2 separate regions of the Mus musculus genome follow, and region 1 is linked to region 2. A link is a contact called in public promoter capture Hi-C data. All regions are on one chromosome and are shown on one strand. The core of a region is the stretch at or near the end of the contact, and the rest is flanking DNA. Distances in the headings are between cores, read along the strand shown.

Region 1 (6,821 bases), core at 3,031-5,530, 7.0 Mb after region 2:
CATGTACATTGGGGCTAGCCTTGAGTTCCTGGTCCTCCTACAAAGTGCTAGGATTTCATCAGTGTCCAGCCTCGCCTGGCTCCAATATAAATTGCTAAGCGGCTATCACGTGGTGCTGCTTAATAGCCGAAAATAAATAACCATAGATGTAGCTGATCTGTCACAGCTGACAGCTGCCAATCAATGAACACATACTTTCTGATTTGGGGTTGTTTTGGTTTGGTTTTGGTTTTGCCTCTATTTGTTTTATTTTGCCTTAAAATAAAACAAAAACAAAAACCTTATTCACTAAATACTGACAAGGGACGGATTTATCAGCTCCTTCGAAACCCAGGTCAACTCCCACAATTTTAACAGAGCCCTAGGCCAAAAGCAGACAAGGGTTCAAAAATATATGCCTCATTCTTTTAACCATTCAAATTTTTCTTTCAAATTTTTATCATCTCTGTTTCTACCTTCTTGGACATCCTGGCAATTCAGAGTAGGGGAGTCCCTCAGAGAAGAGTGGAACGTTTATTTTGTGACTCAAGGGGAGATTTTCAGTTTCAGTTTTGTTTTTTGTTTTGTTTTATCACAGGGGTGAAAAAAAAAAAACAGCTCATAATTTGACAGGCACAGTAGTACATGTCTCTAGTCCCAGCACTTGGGCCTTGTAAGCAGCAGAATCAGGAGTTCAAGGCCATCCTAAGCTAAAGGAGAAAAGGTGCTTTCTGTGCAAACCCTAGAACCCAGAGAAAGGTGGGTAGAGAGAACTAACTCCACAGAGTTGTCCAGTGACCTCAAATACATGCTGAGGAACATATACTGGTCATGCGCGCGCGCACACACACACGCACACACGCACAGGCACACGCACACGCACGAATGCACACACCCCTCTCTGACAGCCAACACTCCCACCCTGTTCTTTCTCCCTGAGATGGAAACTATTCCATTCCCACCTGTGGCTGACCTGTGATGACCGCCAACGTGACAGTGGCATTGAGCTGCTGTCCCTGCAGATGGATGCTACAGGTGTAGGTCCCAGCCTGTGCCAGACCCACAGCCTCAAGGTGAAGGGTAAAATTGCCACTCTTTCCAGCCACGGGGAGCTCAGGACCTCCTCCAGGAGGAGTCCACTTGGCAATGAGCAAAGAAGGGGTCCCCACTCCTGGGGGCAAATGACAGGGCAGCTCCACCCTAGAACCTTCAGCAGCGTACACTGTCAGAGGGGCTACGGGCTCCAGACCTGGAGAGAAGAAGGAAAAGCCAAGCCGTTACCAAGGGTAAGCAGTGGGCCAGAGGGTGGAGACATCAAGGAAGTAAGGCAGAAGGGGGAAGGAGGCATTTGGCTGTAACACAGAAAGAAACAGAGCAAAGCAGAGAAACTAGGGAAACTGAGGCAGCAAGAGACCAAAGGCTCAGGAGGCTGAACAGCCAAGGGATAAACAGTGAGAGATGGCAGATTAGAACACTGGCTGTCCTTCCAGAGGAGCTGGGTTCAATTCCCAGCACCCATATGGTATCTCATGACTGTCTGTAGGTCAAGTTCCAGGGAATCCAATACCCTGACACAGACATCTATGCAGGCAAAACACCAACGCACGCTAAAATGAAAATAAATAAATAAACACACAAATAAATAAATAAAAGTAAGAGAGACAGCAGCTAAAAGATGCCCAGAGAGAAAATGGTTTGGACACTGAAACAAAGTGATGTGGAGTGAGACCACACGCAGCTGAGAAAGTTTTGGGGGTCCATGCATGAGTCAGGAGAGGTGGTGAGCAGGAAGGTTGTGGTCAAGGCTGCTTAGAAGAGTTACCCAGAACCTTGAGGTTGTACGTGATGGAGACATTGAAGCCATCTCTGTAGGTGAGGACACAGCCCCAGGTCCCAGAGTCCAGGGGGCTGACTTGGGGCAGTAACAGGAAAGTTTCAGCTAAAAAATGACGCGGTGAGTTGTAGACAGGCACTCGGTTCTGGCCCTGGAACCAGTGCACAGAGACTGGGCGGTCAGGACGGCTGAAGGAGCAGTTCAAAAGGACCCAATCAGACAGCTTGAGGACTCCTGAGGGACTAGCAATCACTGTGCAAAAGTTAAAAAAAAAAAAAAAAAAATCAGTCCAATAGATGGAAATGCTTTCTCAACGCAGCCGGCCAAACCAAGCTGAAAAACTCATAGAAATGGGGCATTGCTTTCAGATTCTCCACACACCCGCTCATTCCAAGTCAGTTCTTGAAACCTGGGGATGTTTATGGGTGGATCTCCAAGAGACCCGGGACTCTTTTCCACGGCCTCCTGCCTCTACTTTACTTGGCTTTGGGCAGACCTGGCCTAAGGACGAGCTACAGATATCTTAGATGAATCACTCTAGCCCCCCAAAGAAGAGGTGCTTCCCCATCTCTACCTCTACAAGGGATGGCACTCCCGCAGTAGGTGGGGGAAAGGGAGTTGGAAGGGGGTGGGGTGATACAATTTCTCCATAGCCCCCTCATCCCCGCCTAAAGGCGAGCGTTTCAGGGGGCACTTTCCAACCTGCCTTTCCATCCTGCCATCAGGGGGCCATCCCTTCTTCTACACTTCTGGAGGTCCTCAGACAGGGTCTAAATCACAACCCCTAGCCATTGCTCTCCCTGCCCCGGGGGAAGCAGGGATCTGCTTCCCAGGCCCTCTCTCTCCCTTTGTCCGGCCCCACCTACTCGAGGCCTGGCCGACGCGCAGGCGGAGACTGCAGGAGAGGGCGCGGTTCGGGAGGCGCACGGTGGCGTGGTACTCGCCCGCATCGGTGCGCAGAGCTGGGCGCAACCACAGAGAGAAGTCCCCGCGCTGGAGGCCGCGCTCCTCCAGCTGCACGTGGGGATGCAGGGGCTGCCTCCCGCTGCGCAGGCCTCCTGGAGCCACGCTCAGCACCGTGTAGCGACCGGGTGCGGGTTGTCTAGGCGAGGGCATCCCCTGGTGAAGGTCAAGGGCCGGGATGGGAGTGGGTTGGCCACTGGTTGGGGAGAGAGAATAGGATTGAGAAATTTGATAAGGCCACGAAGAAGATGCACTCAAGCATGCTTTGAGGATAAAGTTAACCTGCCTAAGAGACCTCTTGACCGTCAGCAGCCTCCCCTCTCCCCCATAACTACCCCTGTCCCCACTTCCGTTGGTCTTCAGCACTATCTGCTACTGGAGAGGTGGGGCACTACAGGATGCCGGTGTGTGGGGAGCAATCCACAGGAAGGCTGTGTGGTTTTAGAGGACACTGAGCTACTGGCTTTAGAGGGGCTCACAAAGAGGACAAAACTGGCTTGGACAGGGTTTTATCCATTAGGACAGGATTGGGAGGTTCTGTTGTTCAACTTTGGAGTTCATACCTGTCTGGTTGATGTTGCCAGATAACCCCTCCTCTTCGTAGAAAGTTAGGATCCAGGTTGGGGGATTTGAGGCTGCAGGGAAGATGGACGGGAGCTCCCTCCTGGGCCCACACCACGGGGAGCTCTTTCCCAGGCCCTGAAGACACAACTAGTGGAACAAAAGAGAGGCCAAGGGCATTGAGCCAAGAGATTGGAGAATAGAGAAATGCCCTGGCTTTCCTAAGAAAGAAACATCATGCCTCCCTGTTGAAGGGAGGCTGAGGCAGCTTTGGGATCTGCCCTTATACAAAGTGATGGTGCACGCCTCTAATCCCAGCACTGGGGAGGCAGAGGCAAGTGGATCACTATAAATTCAAGGCCAGCCTGGTCATCAGAGCCAGTCCCAGGACAGCCAGGGCAACACAAAGAAACCCTGTCTCAAAACACACACACACACACACACACACACCCCTCCCCTCAACAAAAGCATTGGAATATCACCACAGCTAAAGAGACAGCCATAGAGGTCCCTGCTGGACTCTCCACCTTACCTGGAGCTTCCCAAAGCAGTCCCAGAAGCAAAAAGCCAAGGAGCAGGTCCTCCCTCATCTCCTCTATGGCCCGGGCCTCCCCAGCCCTCCAAGGGAGGTTAGAAAAAGGTCCTGGGAGGAGAGAGAGACAGACAGACAGACAGACACACACACACACACAGAGAGAGAGAGAGAGAGAGAGAGAGAGAGAGAGAGAGAGAGAGAGAAGTTCTACAAGGAGGAGGTGAGGCGGAGGGAAAGAATGTAGGGTGAAGAGGACGCCCCAGGAGTGGGGACTGGAGACAGCAGGATGGATAATGATCAGAGGCCCGGGCTGGGACCCAGAGCAGAGTGCAGGCAAACCCACTGCAGCTAGCTAGAACTTGAGCTGCTCCTCCAGACCCAGTCCTTCTGCTTCTCCTCCCCACTGCCCGCCCCCCCAGACCAAGGCGCGGGGTTTCGCTTCGCAGTGGAAAGTGTGAGGGGGCTGATTCCCAGCAGCCGAGCCCTCCTCTCGGTGGTGGCACTCCCCTTGTTTACTTCCTCAGACTCGGGTCTCCCTACCGCCCCCTCTTCACCTCTTCCCCCTCTGTCTCCTCTCTCTCTCTCTCTCTCTCTCTCTCTCTCTCTCTCTCTCTCTCTCTCTGCCAAGCATTTCTGCCTAGAACTACAGCTGTATCTTTAAGCTTCCTCTACTGTCCCCACAGTTTCTTCTTGACTTGCTCTTTCCCATTAACACTGAAAAAAAAAAAAAAAAAAGCCACTGTCCTACAGTCTGCCTGCCTAGCCTTTCAGCATCTCTTGGACAGGTACTCAAGAAGTGTCACCATACCACAAGTTACCAGATCTGGGTAAGGGCTCAGTGGAAAAGTATAGTAGCCACACGGTGTTAACCTTCATTCTATGCTACATATAACTGTATTATACATTTTCCGTAAAGCAACTTGTGAAACTTGATGCGCGCCCCTTTTTGTACAGATTTCGGGACTTGAGGCTCACAGGCATTAAATAACTTGCCAACATTAGGAAGCATGAAGGCAAAAGCTGTCTAGTCCTTAACCCTACTTGCATTATGGGATGGCCTTTCATCTTCTAGGAAGATGACACTGAGAAACTTGGTTTTATGTGTGTGTGTGGGGGGGGGGGGGAGTTCGAGACAGGGTTTCTCTGTGTATTCCGGCTGTCTTGAAACTCACTTTGTAGACCAGGCTGGCCTTGAACTCAGAAATGCGCCTGCCTCTGCCTCCTGAGTGCTGGGATTAAAGGCATGCACCACCTACCACATTCGGCTGGGAAACTTGTTTTAGATGTCTACTTTTATTTATGTGTCTGTATACATAAATTCCCCACCCTGTGTGAATGCTCAGAGGCCTGAAGAGGGTGTCAGATTCCTTGGAACTGGAGTTACAGGTGTTTTGGGAGCCGCCCCATCTGGATGCTCGACATCAAACCTAGGTCTTCTTGAAAGGCAACAAGCACTCATAACTGCAGAACGGCCTTTCCAGCCCTGACAATAGGATGTTTTCCTGTCTTCAAAACCTCCCTCCTCCCCAAGATTCTGTACTTTAAGAAAAAAATGAAGGCAAGGGTCTATGGAGATGGAATAATGCAGGAATCTTATAGCAAGGAAAACTCAAGAGAGACCAAGGTGTCAGCAACAGTGGCATGTGTAAGTCAAGATTTTGGAAGGTGGGGTGAATTGAAGCTGGCTTGCTTGGGCCCATGAGTTCAGGGTCATCCCTGGCTACAAAGTAGATGCTATGCCAACAAAATGAAACTTAAAATAAAAAGGGAAAAAGACCTTTAATCCCAGTACTTACTAGGCAGAGGCAGGTGGCTTTATGTGAATTTCAGACCAGCCAGGGCTGCGTAGTAAGACTATAAAACAAGAGGAACTGAGGCAGGCTAGAGGAACCCAACAACCTTTGCTCCCCAGCTCAGCTGAGCTGAGAAAATGAAGACGATGACAAGGAGACAGGCCTGATAACTAACTCTGGAGTCTTTTGCCGCCCATGTATGAGAACTCTGCTTCCCACGAGTCAAAAATGTGTCCATGCTTGGGAGTTCTCTTTCCAAACTCTAGGTTGAGACATGGGCCTAACAGCCTCTTCCACCTTGGGGGCAGGACTTCCTGTTTCTATCTGCCTGGTTCAGCACAATGGAGCTGGAAGCTTTCCACTGGGCTCAGCAGAGTCTAGATCTTACGTGAGTTAACATGATATAGTGTGCACTGCTGAGGAGAAACCTCCCCAGGAGCCCAAAAACAGGACGTATGTCAGCCCCCAGAGGAAGACCTTGAGCTCCCACTCCGAGGACTGGCCATGTCTCTTATAATCTGGGTATGAGGTCAGCCACGCCCTCTACACCCTTTCATGCACTGACCGGACTGCGGGAAAGCAGGAGACGGGTTAAAAACAGAAGCGCGACCGTTTCTTTATTAAATTATACAAAAAGGGGAGGGGGCAGCTTCGGGGCTTGGCCCCAACCCCAGCCCCACCCCGGCCTGGCGCTGTCTGAGAGGAGGGAATCTGAGGGAGACCCAGGGGTCAGGCAGGAGAAAGAAGGGCAGGCTGAGAGGCTCGGGGTGTAGAGGGCAAGGAGAGGCTTCGCAGGGACCGGAACATATGGGATGGTGAGGGAAGGCAGGAAAGAAGAACAAGAATGCTAGGGCAAGTGAGGGCTGGCTGGGGAGCTCAGATGAGGCGGGTCAGGAGCTGGACCGGTGGCAGTGAGGGTGAAGGAGCAGTGTCTGGAGAGATGGAAATGAGAGGCTGGGTCAAAGGACAAGGGTCACAGCTCTGGGGCAGGGCCAGAGCAGGGAGCCAGGAGAAAGGGGGCTGGATTTGTGTGTTCCCGCCCCACCTCCAGGACCTGAGGGGCCTCCCATCCCCAAGCCCACGGGCAGGGGTTCATGCCGACGCCCCGTTTTCTGTCTTCTGCCTCTTGGGGTCTGCTTCATCCTGTGGAGAGGAT
Region 2 (6,206 bases), core at 1,072-3,571:
TGCCAACTACAAGGCTCTGGGTTTAGTGCTCACGAATACTTATCTAACTTTTGTAGCATCTGTTTTCTATCATTTGACTTCTATTTTTCTTCTTGGACAGGTTTTCCTCTCAAAGTTTTCTTTCCTTTTTCTGGAGTTAGTCTGGTGTGTTGTTTTATAAACGTTTCCTTCATCACTGTAGTTCACTTATAACCAGAGATTATTCTGAACGGCCTTGTAATTTCTCCAGTGTTTATATAGACAGCAGCTCGCGACCATGCATTGTAGCCTCGGCCGCCTCCATGCAGAAATGGAGTTCGTAGGAACCAGCTCGTGTTCCTACGCCCGCCTAGGCGGCTCTGGAAGCTTCAAAAATAATCTTCACTTTAGCTTGTATCTCGACATCTCGCAGAGAATCCTCCCAAATTATTACACATCAAGAAAATCTGTCCCAGCGTTCACATAGTGCTGAGAGTTAGAAACTTCAGACAAATCCCTCCGGACTGCCTGAGATGCCCTTAGGCGGTCTTTCTTTTACATAAGACACCATTCTAGTTTTCCGCACGCATGCGGTCATTGATTCCTTTGGGATCACTTTTCGGGATGCGGAGACACGCGTGCAGAATTCAGCGTCCACCGACTCACCAGCCCACAGGTCTCTTTATGGACAACCCCCTCCACCTTGCTGTCTCCCCCCCCCCCCTCGTTTGCCCGCCCCCTCCCCCTGCTACCCCCCCCCCGCAATGTTTGCGCCTGCGCCGTCACTGTCCTCTCCGGGACTCAGAGGCGGGTCCACAGCTCTCTAGTCCCGCCCCTCTCCCTCCCCCGGCCAATCCTAGGCTCCGTTCTGGGCTCGTCAGAATGGCGCCGCGGCTGCCCTGTGCCCGGATGTCCGCTGCCTGAGGCTCCGCCCCATCACCGTCTTGCATCCTTCCGGCTCCGTCGTGGAAGGAGGACTGCGCCTCGTCTTCCTGAAGGTGGGGTTCGGGGAAGGCCAGCCCGCGGTCACGCCGGCTGTGGGAAGGGAAAGTGGGCTCCCCGGGCTACTGTTTCCGGGTGCTCGGGGCGTGGGCCGAGCGGGGAGCGGACCGGGGATCAGGAGGGCTTCCGGAGGCGCCGCTGGCGCTCGGCAGGCGGGAGTTGAGGAGCAGGCCGGCCGCGCGGTTGACTCGCCCCGCTGAGGCCGTCCCGCGAGCGCGCCTGTGGGGGTTTCCATGGTGACAGTAAACAAGCCTCAACTGCCTCAGCTACAACTGCCAAGTCCCCGGGGTTCCACCCTCCTCTAGGTGCTCTGAGGGCCGGCGAGGTCCGGATGTGAGTGGGAGCGTGGAGCCGAGAAGCCGGAGGTGAGGGCCGCCGGCGGGGTGTGCTGGCGCCTGGGCCCGGCGGGCGTTGGATGGCGGGCGTGGGATCCGGACTCGGAAGGAACGGGGCCGAGGTGGCCGCCGCACAGCCATAGCCGTGCGGAGGCTGCCCACGGAGCTGGGGACCGCGTGGCCGGGGTTTGGGGTCGGGAGCCGAAGTTCAGCGCATTTTCGACGGGGATTGGGCCGCGTGGCCGAGGTGTGCGGTCGGGGGAGCGGGGACTGAGGGCTGGAGTCCGGTCGGTAGGGCCGGGCCTCTGGGCTGAGGTGTGCGGAGGGCCTGGGAGACCGCAGCCGCGGCCCACGCCCGCCCGGAGAAAGCGCGGCTTTCCTCAGAGCCGCCCCCCCACCCCGCCCGCAGGCGCGGCTTCCTCGGCGGGATATTGGGGGGGGGGGTGAGGGTGGAGCGCTTCTCACCCACCGCGGCTTACGCTCTGTCAGCGGCCCCCCGGCAGGCCCGGGCGGTGGTTGTAGTTTGGAGAAAGACGAGCGGGCGCTCACGTGGCCCGAGGCGCCCGGAGTTTCACAAGACTGGGCGGGACGGCTCCGCCCACCGCCCACGCCCGGCCCGAGCGAAGCCGAGCGCCTCGCTTCCTCCTCGTGGCGGCCCGGGAGCTAGGAGCACCGGTCTGCGCCGGTCCCGTCCCCCAGAGGTATCGTGTTAGCGTGTGGGGTGCGGAGTCTTTGCCTAGGTGGGTTAGTCGGCCTTAGCCGCAGTTACGAGCACTTTTGTGCTGTGTTTGTGGAGCCTCACGTGTCTGGGAAAAGTTGAGGTGGGCCCGCTCGGCCTTCCCTCGGCGCGTGCTCTCCGGAGCCTTCCCGACCCGGCGGGATCGGAGAGGCAGCCCCATGTGCCCTAAGACTCCCACCCAGCGACCTTTTCTGCCCCTGCCAGTCCGGGAACAAACAAATGGGCCTCTTTCCTACCTGCAAGTCGGGCTGCGGAGTAAGCGGGCGAGCGAGCGCGGGTGGCCGCCATGTGGCTGTGCGGGATCGGTCTCCTGAACCTGGGCAGTTTTGTTTACGGAACTTTTGGGCTTATTTTAGTCGGTTTCCTTTAATGTTTATTTGTGCGTGGAGGTGAGGGGATAAGGTGAAGAAATGGATTTTTCCAGCACTGGGTCCTTGGGATTGAATTGAGGGTCCCTGTCACAATGATCTATCGCTCTGTCCAGGGGGTGGTTTAAATATTTAATTCTTCTAGTTGAACAAGACAGACGATATCTGGAAATAGTTAATACTTAAGTCTTTCTTCCCTTCGTGCTGCGGAGTGGAGGTCAAAACGTGGTTCAGTTCTTCCATCTGTGTATTCAGACTGAGCGCAGGTAGCTAAGGTCTGGCAAAAAGTGCGTTAGCCCATTGAACAATGTCGAAGTACTTTTGAGTACGCCGGGTGGCTATGCATGCTTTTGCGCTCAGCGCTCGGAGGTAGATCTCAGTTGAGAACAGTCTTACAGACCAAATCCTGACTTAAATTTTGAACTTTCTGCTTTTCTTATCTCCCTCGTGTTGCCATTAGTCTTACCAGCCTTTTTTTTTTTTTTTAAGTTACAAATCATTATGTAGCCACAGAGGATGACCTTGAATTCCAGATCACTCAGCTCCACCTCTAGATTGGAGTACTAACTCGACCACACCCCATTAGTAGTTACTGGGCATGGCAGGCTTTAGGCACGCTTTGTCAGCCCCATTCTGTCTGTATTATGCCCGTTTTTGTAGTAATTTTTAAAAAAGATTCATGGTTTGATTTGAAGGAAGGCCTGGGCACACTGGATCTAAAAGTAAATGCAAAAGTGATTACTTGTTTCTTGAGGTAGGGTCTAACTATTATATTACGCCTTGGCGCAAAATTACTGTATATTTAGATAAGGCTGGCTTCAAACTCAAGCAACACACCTACTTTTGCTTCCATAGTGCTGTGAATTGCTGGCATTAAAGGCATGTATCACGAAGCACAGCTAATACAAGGGGGTGTGTGTGTGTGTAACAGCTTTCTTTTGTTTTTCGAGACACGGTTTCTCTGTATAGCCCTGGCTGTGGCTGTCCTGGAACTCACTTTCTAGATCAGGCTGGCCTGGAAGTCAGAAATCCGCCCACCTCTGCCTCCCAATTGCTGGGATTAAAGGTGTACACTACCACGCCTGGCTGTATTTTGTACTTTTGAGATGTTTGGTTTTGTTTGGGGGGGGGGTTATTTTGTTCTTTTTGGATTTTCAAGACAGGGTTCTCTTTGTAGCCCTGGCTGTCCTGGAACTCTGAAATGTTTGTTTTATATGTGATTATATTTAAGACTTTAGTAAATGCCGAAATAAAACTACTGACCATTTGCTTACCAAAAAAATTTCAGTTCTCTGTGTAACCCACAAGTGAATGGTTGTGGGCAGATGATACCAGTAACATGGAGAGGTCAGAGAACAGCTTTTGGCCCACTTTGCTACTGTGTCTTCTGGGATAAAACTGGGGTCACCAGGATTTCAGCAGGTGCCTATCATCCCTTTCTCTTAAAAATTTTATTTATTTTGCTTTTGAGACAGGGTCTCTATGTTGTAGCTCTGGCTGACCTGTGGCTAGTTCTTTAGATCCGGCTGGCTTTAAACTCAGAACCTTCTGCTATTTCTTGAGTGCTGGGACTAAAGGGTGTATACCACTACTCCTAGGGTCTAAATTTTTTCCCCTCTGATGTTCTGAAACGGGGTTTGTCTGTGTAGCCTTGGCTGTCTTAGAACTCACTCTGTAGACCAGGTTGTCCCTGAATTTAGAGATTGGGCTGCCCCTGACTCCCAAGTGATGGGATTAAAGGTGAATACAACAATTTAGCTCCTTCTCAATTTCAAAAAGTGGAGTATGCTTGCTTTAGTCTTCCTTCCACTGCTAAGATTGAGTGCAGGAGTGCCACATGTAAAGTCACTGTGTCCATGTACCCAGAGAGATGCCTGTGTAGCCCAGGTTTGAACTCCTGCTGGTCAGGTGCTGGGATTCCAATGTAAGATTACCATTACAGTCTGGGTGTTCTGATTATCAGATTATTTCTATTTGAGTTAGTGGAGGCCTATAGACTTAATGTCTAGTTTGTTTGTTTGTTTGTTTGTTTGTTTTAAATTCTGTTTTTGGAGACAGGGTTTCTCTGTAGCTCTGGCTGTCCTGGAACTCACTCTGTAGACCAGGCTGGCCTCGAACTCAGAAATCCGCCTGCCTCTGCCTCCCACGTGCTGGGATTAAAGGCATGCGCCACCATTGCCCGACTAGTTCTTAATATGCCATCAACTTCACATTTCATTTGTTAGCATATTGTTTGCAAGGTCCTATCTTGAGTGAGGGGCCAACATAGCGTTTCTTACAAAACATTTAGATCTTGCTTTGTTTCCATTAATATATATGTAATGGTTAATTTTTTTTCTTTTCTTTTTCTTTTCTTTTCTTTTCTTTTCTTTTCTTTTCTTTTCTTTTCTTTCCTTTCCTTTCCTTTCCTTTCCTTTCCTTTCCTTTTTCTTTCCTTTCCTTTTCTTTTCTTTTCTTTTCTTTTTTTTTAAGACGTGGCTTTACCATGTAGCCCTGGCTTGCTAGAACATCAGATTCTCATCTGTGGTTGCCTCCTGAGTTGGTAGGTTTAGAGTAATGGTTAAAATTTTGAGATATTATTGCTCCCACTTAGTCAAGGTGTTAACTGCTTTGTATGTTGATGATTTGAAGCAGAAGCAAAAGGATAGGTGCAAGTTCTGGGCTAGCCATCCTCTGCAGTAAGACCTTGTTTTTTATTGCCAGGAATGGTGGTGGTACAGAGGCAGGACCTTTAATTTCCCACTAGGAAGGCTGAGGCAGTCAAATAGATCCCTGAATTTGTTGAAGCCTCCCTGTCCTGCAAAACCAAGTTCCAGGACAGCCAGGGCTACACAGAGAAACCAATCCTATCTTGAAAAACAAGACCCCTACCCATCACCCCCTTTTAAAAGTATATTTCCAGAAATCTCATTTTCAAGTTTTTTCTAGGAAGACCATTGTTCTTGGTATTTACTCAAATTTAAGTCAAAATTGAGTGGCGATAGAGGAGTAGCTTGCATGTAACCTCAACATACAGGACACCATAGTAAATCCAGAATCCAGAGTACTTTGATAGAATAAAAAAATTCAGGTACTGGAAATGGAAAGATAGCATAGCCCCTGAAGAACATTTGTTTCTCTTATCCAGAACCTGGGTTTGATTTTTTTTTTTCTTCTTTTTCCAATGTCCAAATGATATTTTCTAACTCCTCTTTTGAAGGAGATTGGCTGAGCTCTGCAGGCATTAAGTAGCATTTGCAGTGCATATACATATCTACAGGTAAAATATTCAGACTTTATGAAATAATAGGGGGCTGGAGAGATGGCATAGGTTAAGAATAACCTGGTTCAATTCCTAGCACCCATATGGTGACTAACAACCATATGTAGGAATGTATTGGTAGGAGTCACGCATGTGTACTTGAATACAAAGTATGGGTGCATACAAGATACATGTGAAATTATAAAATCTTAAAAATAAAAAGGAAATGTTTAAATATTAAGAAGTTTTGATTCCATAGTACGGCATCTTTAAGTGCTGTTTTGTAATTTCTCCTTAAAATATTAATGGTGGTGTTAGGCATTTGTTCCCTGAAACTGCCTACATTCAAAGTATGGTAATTGTCCCTGCTAGAGCCACTCTTACACTCAAGTTTCTTAGCTCCATTCTCCTCTTACATCTGTAATTCTCCATCCTAGAAGCAGTGTATTGTGGCTTTTAGAGTTTACAGTAGCCCCCCCCCCCTTTTTTTTTTAAATAAAGCTCCTGTAGAAAGTTACAGGAGACCTGGTAAAGTGTTCTGTGGTCTCCTGAGGAATCACCCA

Evidence for each region. Promoter capture Hi-C pulls out the DNA fragments that hold promoters and counts their contacts.
Region 1: a contact with region 2 is called in a promoter capture Hi-C map of cranial neural crest. The contact joins the promoter of Lag3 here to the promoter of 4933440N22Rik in region 2.

Annotation. Positions count from the first base shown.
Region 1 is chr6:124,907,425-124,914,245 of GRCm38.p6, forward strand. Lag3 (lymphocyte-activation gene 3) reads right to left here and starts at 4,281. Exons shown (of 8, transcript NM_008479.2): 1 at 3,870-4,281; 2 at 3,340-3,487; 3 at 2,680-2,972; 4 at 1,802-2,065; 5 at 953-1,228. The coding sequence starts at 3,927. It overlaps Ptms (parathymosin), which reads right to left. Exons shown (of 5, transcript NM_026988.2): 5 at 6,251-6,808. The coding sequence ends at 6,758.
Region 2 is chr6:117,905,884-117,912,089 of GRCm38.p6, forward strand. 4933440N22Rik reads right to left here and starts at 2,322. Exons shown (of 2, transcript XM_017321877.1): 1 at 2,221-2,322; 2 at 1-1,958. The coding sequence starts at 2,322. The coding sequence ends at 1,227. It overlaps Hnrnpf (heterogeneous nuclear ribonucleoprotein F), which reads left to right and starts at 899. Exons shown (of 4, transcript NM_133834.2): 1 at 899-956.